Linked DNA regions of Mus musculus: region 2 is linked to region 1. The links are chromatin contacts, called in public Hi-C maps. All regions are on one chromosome and are shown on one strand. The core of a region is the stretch at or near the end of the contact, and the rest is flanking DNA. Distances in the headings are between cores, read along the strand shown.

The links. A called contact is a pair of places that touch in the nucleus more often than the background predicts.
Region 2: a Hi-C map of uterus shows a contact between it and region 1, with 1.7 times the contacts expected there. The contact joins the enhancer-like site here to the promoter of Rxfp1 in region 1. A contact is called at or near these places in 5 of 39 promoter capture datasets (the 3T3-L1 cell line, cranial neural crest, embryonic stem cells and 2 more), 8 of 484 Hi-C or Micro-C datasets (liver, nephron progenitors and uterus), 1 of 115 datasets of contacts at active chromatin or transcription factors (embryonic stem cells) and 2 of 9 other capture datasets (adipose tissue and liver).

Annotation. Positions count from the first base shown.
Region 1 is chr3:79,736,174-79,739,642 of GRCm38.p6, forward strand. Rxfp1 (relaxin/insulin-like family peptide receptor 1) reads right to left here and starts at 1,778. Exons shown (of 18, transcript NM_212452.2): 1 at 1,573-1,778. The coding sequence starts at 1,621.
Region 2 is chr3:79,782,803-79,786,271 of GRCm38.p6, forward strand. No RefSeq gene overlaps it. Among named protein-coding and RNA genes, the nearest start is that of Rxfp1, 47 kb to the left of the region's middle. Within about 2 kb of position 1,674, at least 22 of the 459 cell types and tissues checked have an H3K27ac peak or open chromatin away from gene starts, as enhancers often do. A contact at or near this core is called in uterus, where this site is marked.

The DNA of each region.
Region 1 (3,469 bases), core at 528-3,027:
AGTGATGCATGCCTTTAATTCCAGCACTCAGGAGACAGAGTCAGGTAAAACTCTGTGAGTTCAAGGCTAACCTAGCCTATAGAGTGAGTTCTAGGACAGCCAAGGCTACACAAGGAAACCCTTTCTAAAAAAAAAATACATTAAGAAATTAATTTAACACGAGGAATTCTTATAGCCTGGAGCATCTTTGGTATCACATCAGTCAACATTCCTTCTTATCCTGCTCTGAACACTTTTTATATACATCTTAAGTTCTTCCTACTAGATCATCTGTTGTAGAATATTCTTTTGGGTCTCTCAATCTATGCACCTCCTTGAGATTGAATAGGAAATGTTGAAATTGATCATTAATTTCAAAGAGCTTTTGCTGCAAATGTCAAAAGCTCAGGTATAGCTCGTGTGTGTGTGTGTGTGTGTGTGTGTGTGTGTATTTATAGCCCTGATACCTTAAATACTGAATTATAATTAGAAAGACCCAGTCTTTTATTATGATTTGCAGTTTGAGATTTTCTTACTTTAGATAAAGTATGAATGTCACAGTTAAGATTGAGATATAGAAAATTAGGAGCCGAATAGTCTCAGGGATTCTGGGTTATTTCTCTAGTTTTGAAATTGTCTCAATCTTTAACTATTTAGTTGTACTGTGGTCAGAGGGAAAAAGAAAAAAAATCATCAAAATAGATGCTATCAGAATTAAGAGATTCAAGATGGACTGTGACCCTGAGAAATTCAGTAGAATATCTCAGTATAAACACCATGTTTGTAGAATTTGAGAGAGAGAATATAAACATGCTTGTGTTTTAAATTTGATGACACTCACAACCCCCCTTCCCCTGCAATCCTAATGTATTAAAGAGACTTAGAAACTTTCATTCTGATCTGGGGTAGGATTATTTCATTGTTATAACAAGCATACATGTTTTCTTAACTCAGAGAGACAATTTAATGATGTATAATGTATAACAACCCTTCCCCTTAAATTTTAAATAAGATTAAAAAAAAACCATGGCTTAATATACAAAGGAAATTTGCCATTATAATAAAAGTAAAATGACTTTTTATTTTCTTGAGTCCCTGTGCTTTACATTTCTTCATGCTTTCCCTTGCTTTTCTTTCAAGGAACAAGGCAAAAACCTGGCAAAAGAGTTACATGGCTACATCTCTGTGTGGATGTCCACCCAGACAGCACCTCACAGGATGGTAATGTGCTTCAACCACATCGAAATAAACAAACAAATATTAGGACCACTCTGGGGTAGAGCAACGGGCATAGTCTTTGCACAGAACTTACAGACTCTCTTTAAATATTAAATTTTATCAGTGATAAAAGTTGTCTGTAATAAAGCATAGGCTTATAAAATATGTTAGTTTTGCTTAACTTTTGACTATGACAAAATATTCCAGTACAAATATCAGAAATATCCTAAGAAGAGTGATTCTAAAGTGAGTTTGCAATTTTTATCAGAGCATGCATTTTAGGTTAAAAGCATGAATGTAAGGAATGAACATTTGTACTTGAGACTATTTCACAAAGCACTAAGGCACATAAAATTAGACACCGAACATACTCACAATATTTTCCAATAATGAAGATGCAGAAGAAGAATGGACCAGATGTCATTTCCTTCTTTCTGAGCAACTGATTAATGAAAGATAAAACGTGGTCTTGGATGAGATGAGTCGCGCACAGCTCACAGTGGTTGTGCTATTTCTGTCTGCAGTCTTAGCAGCTATAAGGCAGCTCTCTCTCTCTCTCTCTCTCTCTCTCTCTCTCTCTCTCTCTCTCTCTCTCTCTGTGTCCCTCCCTCATTCCCTCCCTTCCTTTATCCCTCTCTGCCCCTCCCTCTTTCCTCTCTTGAGTCCCTTCTATCTTTCTACACACACACACACACACACACACACACACACACACACACGGGGAGAGAGAAAGAGAGAAAGGAAGAGAGGGAGAAAGAGAGAGAGAGAGAGAAAGAGAGAGAGAGGTGGTGAGGAAAGTTTCTGAGAGCACATAGGCTCTGTTTACACTAAACATTTTGTTTCTATGCTCTGACAAAGCCTTCACATACATATATGGACATTGACCACGATGTTAGAAAGAACTTGACCTGAGGTAAATCCCAAGCATGGTAACATTTTACCCCCTCTATGAATGCTTTTGTGGCACAGCTATAAAGGAGGGATTAAGGTGTGATTGCAGTGGCATTTTAAATCTGTTTGGAAAGTTGAGCATTAGATATGGCTCAAACAAAAAAACATAAAAACCACATAAAAAATCCTTTTATACTCCTAGATTTTACTTTAGTAGAGACCTTGATATACTGTGGCTGAACACTAAAGTCTTCCTGAGTCCAAATCTTAGGGATTCTGACACTTTGGGGCTGGCACCTGTTATCTGAACCTGGTTTTCAGGAATAAGATTCCTGTTCAGCAGGATGGCTCTGGGGCTCCACACAGGGCACACTGGATGTGTGGCACAGGCCCTAGTGCACAGCAGGTAACTACCAAATGGCAGCCACTCATGTGACAAGCTTCAATCTGGCTGGCATGGGATGAAGAAAGTATATGAATTCAAACCACACTTCTACGAGCAACATTTTGCCTTAGCCAGAGTATACAATTCTTATTTTTGACTTAGTAGTGTATTTATAGAATTATGGTCATCACAGTCACATAAGGCTTTGAAAGGGGATGGAGAAAGGAGGGGGAGAGGAAATGTCAGCTAAGGTAGAATGTGCATGAAGCTGCTTGGGAACCCATGATCTTGAACCCCAATACAAAATATAATAAGTGTGGATTTTGGAACACATGTTATATATAACAATTGGGAGGGTGGGTGGGTGCATATATTACCAGCCAAAGACTTAAGCAGGGATGAGAGCAGTGGGTAAGGGGACGGAGGGATAAGGGCCGTGTTAACCAAATTAAGAGTATATGAAGAACGCTTAAGAAACCCACTATATTAGTTTGAAAATGAATTTAAAAGTATAACCAAAATCCCGGCAGTGGTGGCACATGCCTTTAAGCCCAGCACTCAGCAGGAAAAGGCATGTGGATCTCTGAGTTTGAGGCCAGCCTGGTCTAGGGAGGGAGTTCCAGGATATATCTATCCTGGAGTTTAAACAGAGAAAACACACAGACATAAAAATGCTTTCCCCAGAGGACATGAGTTTTAAATGAAAACCTGTGTTACCCAAGGCACAGGTTATCTCCCTATAAATTATTGGTCAGGAAAACCCAGAGGCACTCAAAAAAGTATAGGTTATTGCCATTGCTCTTGTAACTAGATGGTAAGACTCTTGCTTGAAGACACCCACACTTTGGTTGTCGTACCTAGAAAGACAGATCTTTCTGACCAAGAAACATTTATTTCTTATAACAGCAACAGCTGTGAAGGCTATTGGGGGAGAAAAGGCATAAATAGTTTTATCCAGAACCCTGTCTGTGGCAATACTGACCTGCCAGACACGAT
Region 2 (3,469 bases), core at 424-2,923, 47 kb after region 1:
AGCAAGGCCAGCGCCCGGCTGCTTCCCTTTGCTGTTGCTTTATATTTTCTGTTCTTGTTTGACAGTTTAACGCTTTTCTAAGCACACGTGTATAAGCCCACTTAAAACCAGTCTCAATGAGCTGTTGGAAATATGTCACTTATAAACTATCAATCAGCCAGGCGTGGCCATGCATGTCTTAAATCCCAGCACTCAACAGGTAGAAGCAAGCCAATTTCTGTACGTTCAAGGCCAACCTGGTCTACAGAGTGACTTTTAGGAGAGCCAGGGCTATATAGAGAGACTCTGTCGTAACAACGACAGCAATGACAACAACAACAACACCCAAAGAACTACAATCATGAAATATAGCTACATCCCAAGGCCCAGGTGACATTTATATTATATTTAATATGACAAGTGACATAAGCTTGTCTGATTGTCTTTTTTTTTTATTTTAGAAAATGTACTTTTTAGAAAAACGTATAGGGATATGGCATTTTAAAGTACATTTCCTTAAAAAGTAAAAATGTTAACAAATAGAAGACATTCTTTAAAATGTTGCTTTAACAAGAACAATGGACATAATATATCTATAGCTAAGAAGATAACGTCAATTTGTTAAATTAATATGTAGCTAAATAATGTAATATCATGTAGCCATGGAAAATGATACTGAATGAAATATATCTAGTGTGTGGAACTGTAACATGGTCTTTTGATTAAAACGATATGTGTATTGTAGCTCTGTTTTGATGCACAGAAAGTTCTGGAAATATACATCAAGGAGTTTCTGAGTATTTTTTTTTTTACTTTTTTTTTACTTTTACGTTTTATAATTTTTTTACATTTTAAAATCACAATAAAAACCAATTATTCAAATTAAACAATAATGAGTAGCTTAAGATTTTTTTTTTTTTGGTCCTGAGTGTTTTCAGAGGTGGGGGAGGGGAGAACAGTGGCTACAGCCAGCTCTTGCCAGTCTGCAGCGAGAGGAGTGAGGTAGGAGATCCAGGGTACACAACAGCTGGCGGAGGAGCACACAGCGCTTTCATCTTTGGCTCAAGAGTTCCCAGGCGCCCTTTATCTCCTCCTGGTTAGTGTCAGCAGAGAGATGACAAGGCTAGACACCACCTGCTCAGTGACCCTGCTTTGATTTAACCAGAGATGGAAATAAAGTGATTTTTATGGCAGTATCCACTGAAATTTATCATCAGTGTTTGATCTTCCTAAGAGTGTTGGGAAAGAACTATGACACAGGACGGTCATAAGACACTCTTTGATCCAGCTGTAGATTCAGAACGAGGACACTTAAAGTACCCTAAAGTATGTAGCTTGTGGCACAGACTTGGAATGGAGGGTGGGGTGGGGGGACCAGAACTGCCCTGTGTAAGCAGGTCCTTCAAGTCCAGCCCGCAGAGACTTCTGTGCCTTTTTGCTTGCTTCTGATTCTTTTAGAGCGCGGGCTTGTAAATTATCTGTCTGGAGTTGGCAGCAAAACCCGAAGCTTCTATTTCCAGAGAAGAGTCACTTTTAAAAAACAAGTCTGGTCATTTGTCATTTTCCAGAAATAGACAAGAGGTTCCAGAACCATTTGGGAACATTCTCAAAGTGCAGGTTGCCCCCAGTAAGACCGAGCTGGGCTTGGGGATGTGTCTGAGCCACACGGTGGCTGTAAAGTGCGGCAGCCCTGTGAGGGAAGGGCTGAAATGTGTTACAACCGAGGTGAATCTCTCCGCGTCAGTGCCCAAGGTGGCCGCTAAGTCACGTTCACGCAGCTTGTTGTTATTTCTCTGCTGTTGAAATGAGCCAGTTCAAGCCAGATTAGAAAATGCTAAATGCGGGTTTACTGGGAAGCTGCTGGGGGCGGGGTAGGGGCTGGTGAGTTCACTGGCTCCAAGGAAGGAGGCCAGGGAAGTTGCCAGGGTAAGAGAGAAAGATGGGAGAGGGGGAAGAAAAAGAAAGAGTGCAGAGAGAGAGGAGATGGGCAGGTGTGTGTGTTGGGGGGGGGGGTGGGGAGACAGAAAGGGAGAAGGGGGAGGAAGATGGGGAGGGCCACCAAAACTCTGGAGGAGAGGCTGGGGGAAGAACAACCCAATCACTGGGCTGGAAAGTTCAGGACTGGGGGTAGGGTATGCCAGGTAGGGACTGAAGGATGCTGGAAGAAACTGGAGGTCATATCTGCTTTGATATGTAAAAGATGCACCTTAGTGCCTGTCCCAGGTCCAAATCAAATACTTGGGGCAGTGTCTTGTTCTCCACTAGCTATGACGAATCCTGAGGAAAGGACTGTGTTGAGTTTTATTGTTTGCTTCTTTTAGTGCCAAGCTTTTCACTTGGGACATATGCCATGATCATTTGCTTATTGAGTTGACCATTATTATTATTATTATTATTATTATTATTATTATTATTATTATTATTACTCAAGGAAAGAATCATCCGTGTAAATTGAGTGTTTCTTACAATCTCCGCTCTAAACGGGATGGGTGTTGTCCTCAAATATATGCAGCAGAAATGCTTTATTTTTTTGAGGTCGGCTTAATGCAGGTCACATGATGGCTTAGTGTAGGTCACATGACTCAAGTTGTCTCAAGGAGACTTGAGGAAAGTGGGCAGAGGGAGCAGGGAGTTTTACATTTTAAAAGGGAGCTATATTCCGGGTGGCTCATGTCATTTGTTGGCTGTTGCCCTATGGAAGACCTGCTTCCTGGATCCTACACAGTTGTCTGGGGCACATGGGGTAGGGTGGGCTTGAGAGTGCGTGAAATGAAGACAGCAGAGAGAAGGAAGTCAGTGGGACTTTGATGACTTGGTTGGGTCGCTGCACCCAGCAGCCCTACAAAGGAAACTCTCTGGGGATTGATTTTTAAAAATGTTTTTGTGCTACTTTGATCGAACTCGGACCTTCAAACATACCAGCAAGTGCTTTGCCACTGAGCTATAACCCATCTCTTTTAGGTTTTAGAGTTTTAACAGCACTTGAGAAGCTATATATTCAGGAAGTTATATATGCCTTGAATTTGCTCTTCCAGTCTCAGCCTCTCAGTTACTTGGGGTTATAAGTGTATGCCACCATGCCGGGCTCCTGGTCGGGGAGGGGGCGATTCTTATGAGAAGTAATAGACTTTGCTTTTGTTTAAAACAAATTACAGAACATGCAGCTACAATGCATCCCGATTACTAAACGTCTACTGTAGGTTACAGGAAAACTGGAGGTTAGCTATGTTCTCTCTTAGGTTCCAAACGCAAAGGGCTTCTACCTCTAAGACCATGGGGTGCAAATGTAATGTGAAGCAAGATGGCCATCCTGCTAGCAGTTTCCAGCCTGATAGTTTCTCCATCCTGGGTTCTGGAGTGGAACGGAAAGACTGAGCCAAATCAAGAGGTAAAGTTTGACGGGCTCACGTGTTTGAGCACTCGGTCCCCAGCTGGTGACACTGTTTTGGAAGACTGTGAAGGCTGAGGAGGTGTGGCCTGGCTGGCCATT